2 separate regions of the Mus musculus genome follow, and region 2 is linked to region 1. A link is a contact called in public Hi-C data. All regions are on one chromosome and are shown on one strand. Each heading gives the region's core, a stretch centred on a gene start, on an enhancer-like site or on the middle of the called end of the contact. The rest is flanking DNA. Distances are from core to core; before and after follow the strand shown. Region 1 has its middle 31 kb from the start of Gm40211. Region 2 holds the start of Alg6 (asparagine-linked glycosylation 6 (alpha-1,3,-glucosyltransferase)).

The links. Hi-C and Micro-C count contacts between places; a contact is called where the count stands out from the background.
Region 2: a contact with region 1 is called in a Hi-C map of the N1E-115 cell line, with 1.8 times the contacts expected there. The contact joins the promoter of Alg6 here to the enhancer-like site in region 1. A contact is called at or near these places in 2 of 39 promoter capture datasets (frontonasal cranial neural crest and hippocampal neurons), 1 of 484 Hi-C or Micro-C datasets (the N1E-115 cell line), 1 of 115 datasets of contacts at active chromatin or transcription factors (embryonic stem cells) and 1 of 9 other capture datasets (adipose tissue).

The regions. Positions count from the first base shown.
Region 1 is chr4:99,598,437-99,602,591 of GRCm38.p6, reverse strand. No RefSeq gene overlaps it. Among named protein-coding and RNA genes, the nearest start is that of Gm40211, 31 kb to the right of the region's middle. Within about 2 kb of position 1,496, at least 6 of the 459 cell types and tissues checked have an H3K27ac peak or open chromatin away from gene starts, as enhancers often do. A contact at or near this core is called in the N1E-115 cell line, where this site is marked.
Region 2 is chr4:99,713,896-99,717,585 of GRCm38.p6, reverse strand. Alg6 (asparagine-linked glycosylation 6 (alpha-1,3,-glucosyltransferase)) reads right to left here and starts at 1,956. Exons shown (of 15, transcript NM_001081264.1): 1 at 1,880-1,956.

The sequences.
Region 1 (4,155 bases), core at 247-2,746:
AGAGGAAAACCTGTGGGAATTGTTTTTTCGGGGGGTGGGGTGGGGACGGGAGGTGTTCAAGGAATCAAACCTAGGTTGTCAGGCCTGGCAGCAAGTGCCCTTACCTGCTGAGACATCTTACCCACTCCTATTTTTGAAAATTAGAGAAGCTTGTGACTCAACCTAAGATGTGTAAGCATTATTCCAATAATATCAAGTGTTAGCAGACCATTCAGGTGTATACCAGATTTATACTGAATGTGATTAGATGATTTAGATATAATCCTAGTGTATAAATTTAGGGATACATCTGGGCTTCAGCAGGGAATGAGCCACAGATCCTTCAGCCTTCTTGTCCTTCTTTGCCCGAGCACTCTCTCCTCTGGGACTCTGTCAGGGGAATTCAAGCCAGCTCGGGCTGCTCCGGAGTGTCCCACACTCACCTTTCCTTTTTCTGCAACCTGTTTTATTCTTCTCATTGTCCAAGACCTGAACATCATTACTGTTATTATTATATGTTTGTCTGGGTTTTATAGCTTCTCTGTCTTGACCAATGAAGACATCCTAAAAGTAATGATCTGTTAGGAGTCTCAAGAGACAAGAGTGGCTTCCAACTTTCAGTTCGTACACCCTAGAAATATTTAGTCTACAATATTTAAAGGCATTTGTGTAAACAACTGGAGTCTTTCTTTGGGGAAATTAAAACAACAGGACTTGATTGCATAGATGATTTTGTATTTTGCAGATGTTAATATTTAATCATATGCAGAGCCATTTAGCTTAAGTGCATTAATGTAACTCATTTAAAAGAGGCCAGTAATTGTCCTATTAACTCCCAGTCTGGATGTTATCTGCTCCACCCTGCCGGCAAGGCCAGAGGGGGACTCTTCTATTGGCACCCACAGAGATTGCTCTGATCTGTTGAAAATCCTGTTAAAATCTAATTACTTAGGAGAATCAGCCAGGGAATATCTAATGAGCTCGAGGAAACCCACTGCAAGGATTTCAGTGCTGCTAGCGACTGGCTTGCTCCTTACACCAGCAGCACATGGATGCCATTCCTGCTTTATAAAGCGTGGTTCTCCTTTCTTGTAATCGTATGTCACAGATTTTCTTGGTCGGTGAAAACAGCTTCATTTCCTATATAGGAGAAGTGATCAGGTGATGTTTAAATACGTACAGTTCATTTCCTGGCAATTATTGCTTTTCATCATCAGATGCTTAAAGAAGTCGGTGGGCACTGTGTCTAGTGAAAGTACGGTGTGGGAGAGCCGTGCAAACACAGTGATCCTAAAAGTTTGAAATTTTAATCTAGAGTGAAAAACATTCGTAAAGAAACTTGGAAACCATGATTCTCTGCAATCACCTCAAAATAGTGCCAAACAAATGGGTGTATGCGGAAGACAACAAGCCTTGCTGTCTTGGTAAACATTGCCGTGGCAATCTGTATGGCTTAAGTTTCCTTCTCTCTTTAGTGCTTAGCAGTGTCTTCCTGTTGCTAATCCAGCCTGGTGTCATCTCGTGGTTGGTATGTTCCTCTTCTGTGTGCTTAGGACTCCATCTCCCTAAAATTAGATGGTTGATACATGTGCTGTTTCAGAGCACGGGCTTTGGCGTTAGATCTGAAGTATTCAAAAGCCGATTGTTAACTTTCACATGTAACTAACGTACTTCTCCACTTTCCCCTCCCCCGCTTGTATCTCTGTACAGCGGGGCTGTTAGTCACCACACCCAGTACCTTGTGAAGCAGCAGGCTCTGAGGGTTCTCTGAAGAAAAGCACGCAAAATGCTTAGCAGAGTGTCTTCCATGTTATAGGAGCTCAAGAAATGATAGTTATTTTCGACGACTAATTAAATTTTGGAGTATGAAAGAATTGTGAAACCTAAGATTCATTAAAAACGAATATAGGGTGAATTCCTATTACCCCTAATGTACTTCTATCACCGTGTTCATATGAAATTTGTTGAAAAAAATTAAAAGGGACCTATTTTTAGTAGCATTCCCGTGAACTTCATTCCAAAGTTTATCAAGTTTTTAGTTAATGTATCATTTTATAACGTAGATTGATGCCAGAAGATGACACTAGAAACAAAATGTGGTTTGGTGATACATTACCTAGAAAAATCCCTGTCTGGATGACAAATTATTATTGGAATATTATATAAGATTTTAATGATTGAGGAGAAAAAAGACTATTACATATTATTTCAACAATTAGCAATGTAACTATTATTTAAAATTATTATCTGGTCTATGGAACTTAGCAGTTGAAACGCTCATCTTGATGTTGCTTTTATTTTCTGTTGTTTGGTTGCTGTCAAATTTAGATTTTTCTCTTTTGCCTAAAATATAGAAGGAAACAGTGCTTGAGAGCAGACTATTTTAAGGCCGAAGTTCAGTATAATTTGACAAGGAGGTACTTTTGTACTTAAATTTTATTTTTTTGGGGGGGCAACTCATTAGTTCATCTAGCAACTTCATAAGGTAGCTATACTGCACAGTATAGAAAATTAAAAGAAATATAGGGTTTTTGTATATATGCAATTTTATTGCATTTCTAGTATAAAAGTTATACAGATAAATTATAATGTACATTAGAATATTTCAACAAAATCATATTTGCTCAATATAACTTGCTAATAGCTCATAATTTGACTATTTTAATAAACTGGATTTTCCCTAAAATGTTCGATTGAGTTAAATGTTCTATTTTGTAGGGAGAGATGTTGGAATTAAATGAACTTAGAATTGTCATTGTTAAAAATTTTACATATAATAGGTGTTTTAAAATTATTTTGTCTATAGAAAATACTTTTAAAGGTTTGTTTGTTTTAATTTTATGTACATGAGTGTTTGCCTGCATATATTAATATGAACCACCCGTGTGCCTGGTGCCCATGGAGGCCAGAGGGTGTTATATCCTCTGAAACTGGGGTGTCTGTATACTGCCATTTCGTTTCTGAGAATAGAACTTGGTTCTCTGTAAGGGCAGGCAGTAAGGGCTCTTAACCACTGGGCCATCTCTGCAGCCCCTAGTAAGAATTGTTTAAACTTTTCAAAATATTAATTTACACGTGTGTGTGTGTGTGTGTGTGTGTGTGTGTGTGTGTGTGTGTGTGTGTAAAACAGTGCATGTGTCAGAGTATATATTCATGGATGTCAGAGACAACTTTTGGGAGTTGGTTTTCTTCTACACATGGGTTCTGGGGATCAGGTAGGAAGGCAGTGAGGGTTTTCAGTGCCTTTATCTGCCGAGCCATCCCGTGGGTCCTCTTTCTGTTTTTTTAGACAGGAGCTCATAACTGGGTTGACCTCAAACTCAGAGGCAAAGATGACTTTGAACTTCTGATCCTTCCAAATGCTGAAATTATAGACTTGCACTCCCATGCCAGCGGAGGGGAAGTAAGCCTCAAGGGCCCCCCAGGCACGATGGGATTAGAACCCCTGATGGGGTGGCTTTATCCCCACCCCCACAAAAAACAGACGTAGACCAAACCAACCACACAACAACAACAGCAACAACAACAACAACCCACCATGGAAAATCCATGACCCAATTCAAACTAGAAAAACATTTGGCTTTCTAACTTCTTCCCTCTTTTGTCCTTCCGCTGTCTCACCTAAGCTTTCCAACTTTCCTTTCCCAGTTCTCCTTAAGCACATAGAAATGTAACCCACAGTTAAAGGGTAAAGTCCACACTGGAGCCCACTGCTTGGGAACGGCTGTCCCATCTGTAAGAAGACCTATAGGCTTTGGATCCTTGCAAGGGCTTATTTTCGCGGCTCCATTAATCTGGCTACATAACGTTTTCGTTTGCAAATTTTTAACAATAAAGTGATGGCGGGCGGTACTTGAGAAGCACCAGGCTCTGTTGTTTATTGTTTCTACTCCCCCTCCCCCCAGGACTTGGCACTGGCCCCTTTGCCTTTAAACATCACGCAGTCAGGTCCCATACATGAAGCAGAGGGCCAGCCCTCTGTCCCCACACTGAATCTATTGGTGCCTGAATTCCAGATCTTCCCTGACTGAACTTTAAGCAATTCTTTGTTACTTGTAAGTGATCCAGTCTCAGGTGTTTTGTTACAGTAGCCCCAAAAGGCTGAAGATAGTGGTGTAGGAATGCACAACAAGACAGGCAAGGAGAAGGATTAGCACAATCATTATTAAAGCTGAT
Region 2 (3,690 bases), core at 707-3,206, 110 kb before region 1:
ATGTTGGCACTTTCACAGAGCCTCTCTGATGAACTAGGCCCTCTTACATCAATCATCAATCAAAATGCAATCAGGTATAGTGACGCATGCTTCCTATCCCAGCATTTTTGAGGCAGAGGCAAGCAAATCTCCAAGTTCAAGGCCAACCTGGTCTATAAATCCAGTTCCAGGACAATCAGAGCTACACAGAAAAACCCTGTCTGAAAAAAAATTATTTTTTAAAAAAGAAAGAAAAGCACCAGTCTTGCCAATAAGCCAGCCTGGTGGGAGCATTTTTTTTTTTTAAGGTTTATTTACTATTATATCTAAGTACACTGTAGCTGTATTCAGATGCACCCGAAGAGGGCGTCAGATCTCATTACAGATGGTCATGAGCCACCATGTGGTTGCTGGGATTTGAACTCAGGACCTTCAGAAGAGCAGTCAGTGCTCTTAACCACTGAGCCATCTCTCCAGCCCGGGAGCATTTTTTTTTTTTTTAGTTGAAGTTCTCTTCAACTAAAGCTTCCTACTCTAGCTTGTCGAATTGACAGTAAACTAGCCAGCACACATGTATGGTACTACAAATTAATAAAAAAAATAAATAAATTGAGCTAGAGAAAGTAGCCAAGGAACTAAAGGGATCTGCAACCCTATAGGTGGAACAACATTATGAACTAACCAGTACCCCGGAGCTCTTGACTCTAGCTGCATATGTATCAAAAGATGGCCTAGTCGGCCATCACTGGAAAGAGAGGCCCATTGGACTTGCAAACTTTATATGCCCCAGTACAGGGGAACGCCAGGGCCAAAAAGGGGGAGTGGGTGGGGAGGGGAGTGGGGGTGAGTGTATGGGGGACTTTTGGGATAGCATTGGAAATGTAAATGAGGACGATACCTAATAAAAAATTAAAAAAAAAAAAAGAATTGAAAGAACACCCTGCATTGTATTTAACCATACATTTTTAAAGCCACAGATCAACAACAGAAACAACAACAACAAAAATTACCTAAGGGGGTAGGGTTAATGAGGAGGGGGGTTCTCTGGAGAGGTCTTGTGAGATGAAATGAATATTGTTATTTGAACTGAGAAACAGAAAAAGATACGTTCCCTGGGTGAGTGATGAGCAACAAGTTCCAGTAGAATTATGTACAGTATGGTTCTGCAAGCATGTTATTCCAACAAACGAGCTTATGAGGAAATGCCATTCACTTGTTATTCAGAACAAAATTGCTATGCGAGCAAAGATCATTTCTAGTCCTTTCAATGTCCTTCCATCCTTAGAGTTCGGTTGGCAGAAAGCAGGAACCCACTTGACTAGAGAAGGTAGTCGGGGTGGACAAATGTGGGCAGGAGAAGGGAGGAGAGAGTGAGGGATACTACATTTTCGGAAGTCCTGTGTGAAACACAGTGAAACACGAGGTCTCACCGTGTTGCTCTGGCTAGCCTAAAACTCTCCAATGTAGAACAGGCTGGCCTGGAAACCTGAGATCCTCCTGCCTCTGCCTCCCAGTGCCACCATTCGGGCTATCTCCCCCTTAAACAGCAGGCGACTGCTGTGCCACCTGCAAGAGCAGCTCAGCAACTTTCTCAGGAGGCCACGCACAGATAGCAGGCACATCCCGACAAGGGGCCAGACCGTCAAGTCCCAGACTTCTTTTTCCTGCTAAGGTACCCTCGGGACATCAGCCTCGGGAGGGACAGACCCACAGGACGGCGGGGACAGGGTCGCCGAGGCCAATCCGGCCAGGCCGCGTCACTTCTGCAGGACAGCCACACGCCGGGGATCTCGGGGATGGGCGAGACCTCCCAACAAGCCCCCGAGAAGCCCGCTCGAGCCGGCTGCCGGGACCTCCCGACGCCTGCCGCCTCCAGACCTCGGCAACCCCAGGCTCTTACCAGCCTCTGCTCTCCAGAATTGGCGCCCGCAGAGAACCAGCGAATGCGCCTGCGCACTCACAGCCCGAGGAGCACGCGCGCTCCCAGCGGCGCTCACGGGAGCGAGCCCGTAAGGCGAGGGGGCGGAGTGGTGGGCGGAGTCATCGTGGAGGGGCGGGACTGGGAGAGCTAGACTGCCACGTTGCGGGAGGCGGGGTGCAAGCCCTGGAATTCGAGAAGCCTGGCGGCTGGGGTTAGGTCAGGGGCAGGTGGAAAGCCCCTTGCTCCTCTTTCCCGGGACCACGGCCAAAGCTTGAGCGGCTGCTTAGCCCACGGATTCCTGTGAGGGGCGGCTCCTGCGCTCTTCGCACTGGCGAGCCCTTGGCCAGTCCTCATCCCGAGTGGCAGGTCTTCCTCCTGGGTCAGTGCCCTACAGCAGCCAGCCTACTTTCTTAGAGCTAAGCAAAGACTACTTGCCCCAGTAAAGTTGAGAAGTTACTTCTAGTGAGAAACCGTTTCTAGAGCCTCTGGGTTGAGCCTATGAGCAGCAATAGCTACACACGGTGACATTCTCACCTCTAGGGAGGCTGAGGCAAGAGGATGGAGAGTAAGAGGGTCAGCCTGAGATACACAGCAAGACCCTGTCCCTGACCCGCCAAAAAAAAAAAAAAAAAAAAAAAACTCCGTCCCAGAATAGACACTACATGCCCCATCAGGCAACTTGAACCATCCGTTCCCACATTTGCCAAAAATAATATCCCCCTCCTTCCCTCACACCCTGCTTTTGATTTGTGCCATTTTGTAGACACCAACTCTGACATAAGTGAAAACAAATATTGAGTATTGCTGGGGGAGGTGAATTGGGGGTGGGGGAAGAAGTATGTGTTACCTGTGTGTACTTGAAGAGATCAAAGGTCGATGCTGGTGTCTTTCTCTATCCATCCCCACCTTACATTTTGAGACAGTCTTTCACTCAACCTAGAGCTCACCTGTTTGACTACACTGGAGTCTCTGCTCTCACAAAATTCTCTTCAAAAAGCATTTCCCATGCAAAAAAAGAATAGAAAGCAGCACAATGAAGTGCACACTGTCACATTAGTAGTATACACACCACAGTCCATGGGAGTTAAGACAAGACTTGGACTCGGTGTAAACTATTAACTGTCAGGAAAGGCTTCTTCCTGAATGAGCCACCTTAGCTTTGAAAGAAAAATCAGACACAGGTGATAATGGATGTGTCAGAGGGAAAAGTTATGGTTAGACCAGGGTGAGAACTAGGAAGGGTCAATGGGACAGGGGATGTGTAAAGGTCTTTGTAATGTAGGAAGTGTGCAGGACAGCAAGGTTAAAGGAAAGAATATTATGGGATGGTCCCCAAGGTAGTGTGTTGGGAAGCTTGGAATCGACTTGGAAGAAGATGCTACACTGTAGTGAATTTGATGTGATGTCAACACAACAAAATACTAACACTTGTGTGCCACTTGTGAATCAGAACCTAGGAAAGATGCTGGAGCTAAAGATAGAACGTTTTTATTTGCTGAAGAAATGAGGGAGCTAATGGGGAAGAAAGATAAGCAGCTGTACTTAAGTGAGCGTGTGTTAGCCCGCCAGGAGGAGGTGAGCTGATGAAGTCTCTAGCATGCTGACACATGCTGTCTGAAGCCCAGCACATTACAGGATCACACATACATGAAACACCTTGGACACGCCAAAAATCCATGTGTTCGTGTGTTTAAGCTTCTGCCAAATGAAAGATGAAGCATTGCTATGTTATGTCACACTGAGACCAGAAGAAAAAGGCAAGCTACTATTTAAACTAGTAACGGTAATAA